Regions from separate parts of the Ovis aries genome. Here region 2 is linked to region 1. Evidence: chromatin contacts called from public Hi-C data. All regions are on one chromosome and are shown on one strand. The core of a region is the stretch at or near the end of the contact, and the rest is flanking DNA. Distances in the headings are between cores, read along the strand shown. Region 1 overlaps TNFAIP8 (TNF alpha induced protein 8). Region 2 holds the start of DTWD2 (DTW domain containing 2).

Region 1 (2,857 bases), core at 185-2,684:
GCAGCCCCTTGTGGGGAGGCTGTGAAGGGCAATCAGTGTGAGGATGGACTTGAGAAATCTGCCCCCCAAACCTCCTGCCCTGCGGCCGGCTCTGGCCCCCAGCAGCTCCAGTTCACATTGGTGAACTCACTGCTCTGCCTGTCCTTAAACGGTGGGCTGCCAAGTGTTCTCTTTATTTTCCAGACAGTCCCCTGTGTGTGCTCTCTGGTGAACCATATCACCCTTTCGTGATATGATACGACAAGGAAAAAGCCAACCAATTTGGAATAAGAGATCCCGTGTACCCATGCTGGCCTTGCCCTGAGCAAGTATGTTACATTTATGGAGCTTGGTTTCCTCGGCTACAACCCAGGAATCATGGTGCCCACCTCCCAGGGTTTCAGGGAGAGTGAGCGAACACAGGGAAATCACACACGCTGCTCAGCATCTGGTAGGGTTTCTCTGCTCTCCTCCAGGCATGAAACACGTGCTCCTGTTGGCACAAGCCTTTTCAGGTAAGAGGTGACCATTCGCTGTCTCTGTGATAGCATTCAGAAAGTGCTTCTGGAGCACTTTACCAGACTCAGGCCCTGGAATAATCCCCCCTCAGCCTGCCTTCTTCCCTTGCCAATGACTCCTTCCTCCCGGAAGAGCTGAGGGGCAAAGGGAATCAAGTTGAGTCAAAGAGGAGGCCCTGTTTGTGGCACTGGCTTTAGGGAGGCCATTGAGAGGGCTGCGGTGGCAGGAAGAAGACTGAAAAGGGGGGTCTAGATAGGATTGACGGGAAGAGGGAAGGGTTGAATGAAAAGAAGATAGCAGTACTCTTGTCACCAGACCATGCCCTAAGGACTAGGGAGAAAATTGGAAATGCCAAAGCATGAAGGTCAAGGTGTTTCGCAGACATTTCCAGTTCTGTCCTGGAGACTATGGCATCTGTTGAAATAAACAAATGGTGCACATTTTCATGCAGCCATCAACTGCATTATCCTTGTGCTGATTTTGTCGAATGCACTGCTGATAAGGATGTGGGTAGCCATAGAGGAAGTGTCTTTCTTGGGGTGTGTAATAAGCAGTCAATGAAACTAGGCCAGAGAGAGCGCCTGTGTTTGGAGATGGTTCTGGGTCTCATGGCTTCTCTCTCGGTCCTGCCCCAGCTTGCAGGGCCTCGTCCAATAATCTACTTAACCTCTTTGAAATTGTGCTTGTCACCTGCTTTCTCTGGGCGTGGGGACAGTGAAATGATTGAAGTGATAGTGCCTTGCTGTGAGATGCCCAGATAACGTGGAGAGCGTGCACACTCAAGAGAAGCTGGTGTTCTGAAAGCCACTGTTATGTGGTTGCAGATAGATGGAGGAGAAATACAAGATAAGACACACCCAGACTTCCCTAATGAAATGGCTTATGTACTGTCACTGCGAAGCTCCGGGGCGCGTCCATCACCAGCAATACCACTCACACTCCCGGGGTGGGGCCTGGGGGTGTTGGGGTGCTGAGCAGAACCTTGCTTCAGCTGCAGAGCTAAGCTCACCAGAAAGAGATAGAGAACCGCGCCTGCATCTGAGCACCAGTCGCCTTTGTAAGGGATTGGACAGATTCCTCCGCCGCCAAGCTGTCGCGCTGTTTCTAGGGCTAGAAGTCGCAGCTGCTTCCTCTTTTCCTGTCTCAGAGCACAGATGATGCTCCGGCATTGGGTATCTGTCACAACTGTCGATCCTTAAATCTGTCAAGAATGTCCTGATTTCCTAGTTACAAGTCCTAGGGAAGCATAGGAGAGTTGCCTTCATATCTCCAAAGGCAACTGAAGTGGGTTAGATACTGTTCAGTTCAGTTCAGTTCAGTTGCTCAGTCATGTCTGACTCTTTGTGACCCCATGAATCGCAAGGCCTCCATGTCCATCACCAACTCCCGGAGTTCACTCAGAATCATGTCCATCGAGTCCGTGATGCCATCCAGCCATCTCATCCTCTGTCGTCCCCTTCTCCTCCTGCCCCCAAACCCTCCCAGCATCAGAGTCTTTTCCAATGAGTCAACTCTTCCCATGAGGTGGCCAAAGTACTGGAGTTTCAGCTTTAGCATCATTCTCTCCAAAGGAATCCCAGGGCTGATCTCCTTCAGAATGGACTGGATGGATCTCCTAGCAGTCTAAGGGACTCTCAAGAGTCTTCTCCAACACCACAGTTCAAAAGCATCAATTCTTCAGCGCTCAGCCTTCTTCACAGTCCAACTCTCACATCCATACATGACCACTGGAAAAACCACAGCCTTGACTAGATGGATCTTTGTTGGCAAAGTAATGTCTCTGCTTTTCAATATGCTATCTAGGTTGGTCATAACTTTTCTTCCAAGGATTAAGCATCTTTTAATTTCCTGGCTACAATCACCATCTGCAGTGATTTTGGAACCCCAAAAAATAAAGTCTGATACTGTTTCCATTGTTTGCCCATCTATTTCCCATGAAGTGATGGGACTGGATGCCATGATCTTCGTTTTCTGAATGTTGAGCTTTAAGCCAGCTTTTTCACTCTCCTCTTTCACTTTCATCATGAGGCTTTTTAGTTCCTCTTCCTTTCTGCCATAAAGGTGGTGTCATCTGCATATCTGAGGTTATTGATATTTCTCTCGGCAGTCTTGATTCCAGCTTGTGTTTCTTCCAGCCCAGCGTTTCTCATGATGTACTCTGCATAGAAGTTAAATAAGTAGGTTGACAATATACAGCCTTGACGTACTCTTTTTCCTATTTGGAACCAGTCTGTTGTTCCATGTCCAGTTCTAACTGTTGCTTCCTGACCTGCATACAGATTTCTCAAGAGGCAGGTCAAGTGGTCTGGTATTCCCATCTCTTTCAGAATTTTCCACAGTTTATTGTGATCCACACAGT
Region 2 (2,700 bases), core at 65-2,564, 310 kb before region 1:
GTAACCCACTCCAGTATTCCTGCCTGGAGAATCCCGTGGACGGAAAAGCCTGGTAGGCTACAGTCCACAGGGTCGCAAAGCGTCCGACACGACTGAGCGACTTCACTCACATTCACTCAGTTTAATAAACAGTCTCCTCATTAGACCAGAAGAGGCCCAGTGAGCTCAGTAACATGTTCTATCCATTCCTGCTGCTGCTAAGTCGCTTCAGTCATGTCCGACTCTGTGCGACCCCATAGACGGCAGCCCATCGGTCTCCGCCGTGCCTGGGATTCTCCAGGCAAGAACACTGGAGTGGGTTGCCATTTCCTTGTCCAATGCACGAAAGTGAAGTCGCTCAGTCGTGTCCGACTCTTAGCGACCCCATGGACTGCAGCCTACCACGCTCCTCCGTCCATGGGATTTTCCAGACAAGAATTGTGGAGTGGGGTGCCATTGCCTTCTCCGCAATCCATGCCTAGGTTACCAGAAACCTGGCACAGTGCCTGGCTCACAGTAGGTGCTCACTATATATTTCTAAGTGAATTCAGAATTCGGAATCCAATCTCAACTACTGTAATAGCCACCTTGATTGTCTCTCGCCTCTAACCCGTTTTATGCTTTTGTTTTGACCGTGAGACGGCTGTGTCACATAAACATAGAAGTGTTATTACTGTCATTACGCCTTACTTCCTCCATCAGACACTTGTTTCTTGACAGCGGAGCTTCTTGTCCGCTCATCCCATGACCCGCCAGTGTCTTGCATGAATTAAGGGTAAGTAATCCTGAATCTGGAGAAAAGGCTTCTTACTGAAAGAGTGGTGGCTACTTCACAGTGATTTCAACGTCAACCAGTGGACCCTGCTGCTCCAAGCGCAGAGACAACGCTCCCCTGGTCCGAGTCGCAGCAGCCGCCTCCCCAGCAGGGGGCGCTGCAGCGCGCCCCTTCCCTCCCCCACCCGCCCCCCAAGTGCGCTGCCGGCCTTCAGTCCCCGCCCTCGCCCCCGCCCGGCGGTCACCTGCAGTGGCTGCACTCGGGCCTCCGCTCCGCCGGCTCCACTGGCAGTTCCCACAGCCCGTCCGCACTGGCCCCATACGCCTCCGCGTCCAAAACAGACGCCGCTGGCGCTGACCCGCCCACCCGCGGCTCCTCCTCCTCGGGCGTCTGAGACCTCAAGGTCCCAGGCGGCCACGCGACGGGGTCCCCGGGTGTTCGCGCCTCTTGGTGCTGCTCCATGGCAGGCGCTCAGGGCCGGCCCTCACATCGCTTCCCTGCTACCGCCGGGGGGCGCCACACGCTGAAGAAACCGTCCCGCGTCGCACGGCGCTACGCACGCACGCCACGTACGGAGGGCGGGTCTCCGAAGCCCAGGCGGAAGACCCCCCCGCCCGCCGCAGAGAAGGAATGAGCCCATTGGCTTGTGCCCAGTAAAACAGCTCAGCTAGAACCCGGAAGCAAAGTGTGGTTTGTCCTGGGAAGCTAGTGAGGTTAGGGTAGTGTCTCTGGGGCAAGTAAAAAAAACTTTTCTGAAAACATCTCAGGTGGCAAAGTTGTGCTTTCCTTATTTTTAACCCCTTCAAAAGTGAAAGTAAAGTGGAATTCTGCATATTCCGCCTCAGGATGGCAGTTTAATAATTATTAGTAGCTGCGTGAGTGCACACAGTCGCAGCCGCTGATGTACTTGATAGTTTCAGGCCAGCAAGGGAAAGTATGCACCGACTGTAAATAGGATTCACTGCTGGTCTGCTTCAGAGGATTTCCTACTCTCGAAGGTCGGGAACCTGTGCCCTGTGACTTGTACTTGGTATTTCCAATAGCAAACATGCATTTTACGCTAGACACTAAATATTTCTTTAAATGAGGTTTTTTTTGTTTTGTTTCATTATCCGAGGACCCTAAGCTCAGGAGGCAGTAAGAGAGCTGAGCTTTCATGGAGAGGAAAGAAAAGCCACAGAAAGATAACTGCTTTGCCTAAGGTTTTACAGCTCTGAAAAACAGCAATATAGCCCGCAGTTTTTTAAAAACTAACTAACTTCACTTTAGAAAAGAGACTACTTCTTGCCTTATGTGGGTGCTGATTCTTCTCACTTATTAATACTTTGTTACTTCTTCCAGCATTCAACGTTTTAAACAAAAAAAGTTTTCACCAGACATATGAATTGTTTTGCAATGACAATTATCTTGATTCTTGAGCTACGAAAGAGTGAATATAAAATAAAGTAGATTTATCAGTGATAGTAATAGAACAGTACTGTATTTCTTAAAATGTTGATCTCACTATGACATTTTTAGTCATCTTAAAATCAAGCTTGTATATAGAATACAAGGCTATTGTTTTCAACTTTCCTGCATTCTTTTCCCCTGAAAAGGGTGCCTGTCATTTATTTTGGAGTACTCGAAGGGAGAATAGAAAAAAGCTGAAAAACCTGCCTGGTGATGAATGTGGGATGGGAGAAAAAGCTGGAACTTAATGTCAGTTGTAGTTGGGAGATAATGAAATCCTAGAGACTGTACAAAAGGAGGTGAATCAGAAAACAAAGAAATAAGGATGCAATTTAGATTGGAGAACCAACTCTTTAACTACTAAAAGTCTCCTGTGACAACCCTTAAACTCTGATCTCCAGTCTCAAGATGTGAAATGTTCTGGCAAGTCATTTCAGGTCCCTCCAGACTACCAACTATGAATTATGTGAAGGAAATTAAGTTCTAACAAGCCTATT

What was found. Hi-C and Micro-C count contacts between places; a contact is called where the count stands out from the background.
Region 2: a contact with region 1 is called in a Hi-C map of tail adipose tissue, with 4 times the contacts expected there. The contact joins the promoter of DTWD2 here to the enhancer-like site in region 1. A contact is called at or near these places in 5 of 16 Hi-C or Micro-C datasets (blood, hypothalamus, muscle and 1 more).

What each region holds. Positions count from the first base shown.
Region 1 is chr5:32,273,643-32,276,499 of ARS-UI_Ramb_v3.0, reverse strand. The region is part of intron 2 of TNFAIP8 (TNF alpha induced protein 8); the gene reads left to right. Among named protein-coding and RNA genes, the nearest start is that of TNFAIP8, 68 kb to the left of the region's middle. Within about 2 kb of position 1,434, at least 6 of the 54 cell types and tissues checked have an H3K27ac peak or open chromatin away from gene starts, as enhancers often do.
Region 2 is chr5:32,581,754-32,584,453 of ARS-UI_Ramb_v3.0, reverse strand. DTWD2 (DTW domain containing 2) reads right to left here and starts at 1,314. Exons shown (of 6, transcript XM_004008691.6): 1 at 999-1,314. The coding sequence starts at 1,216.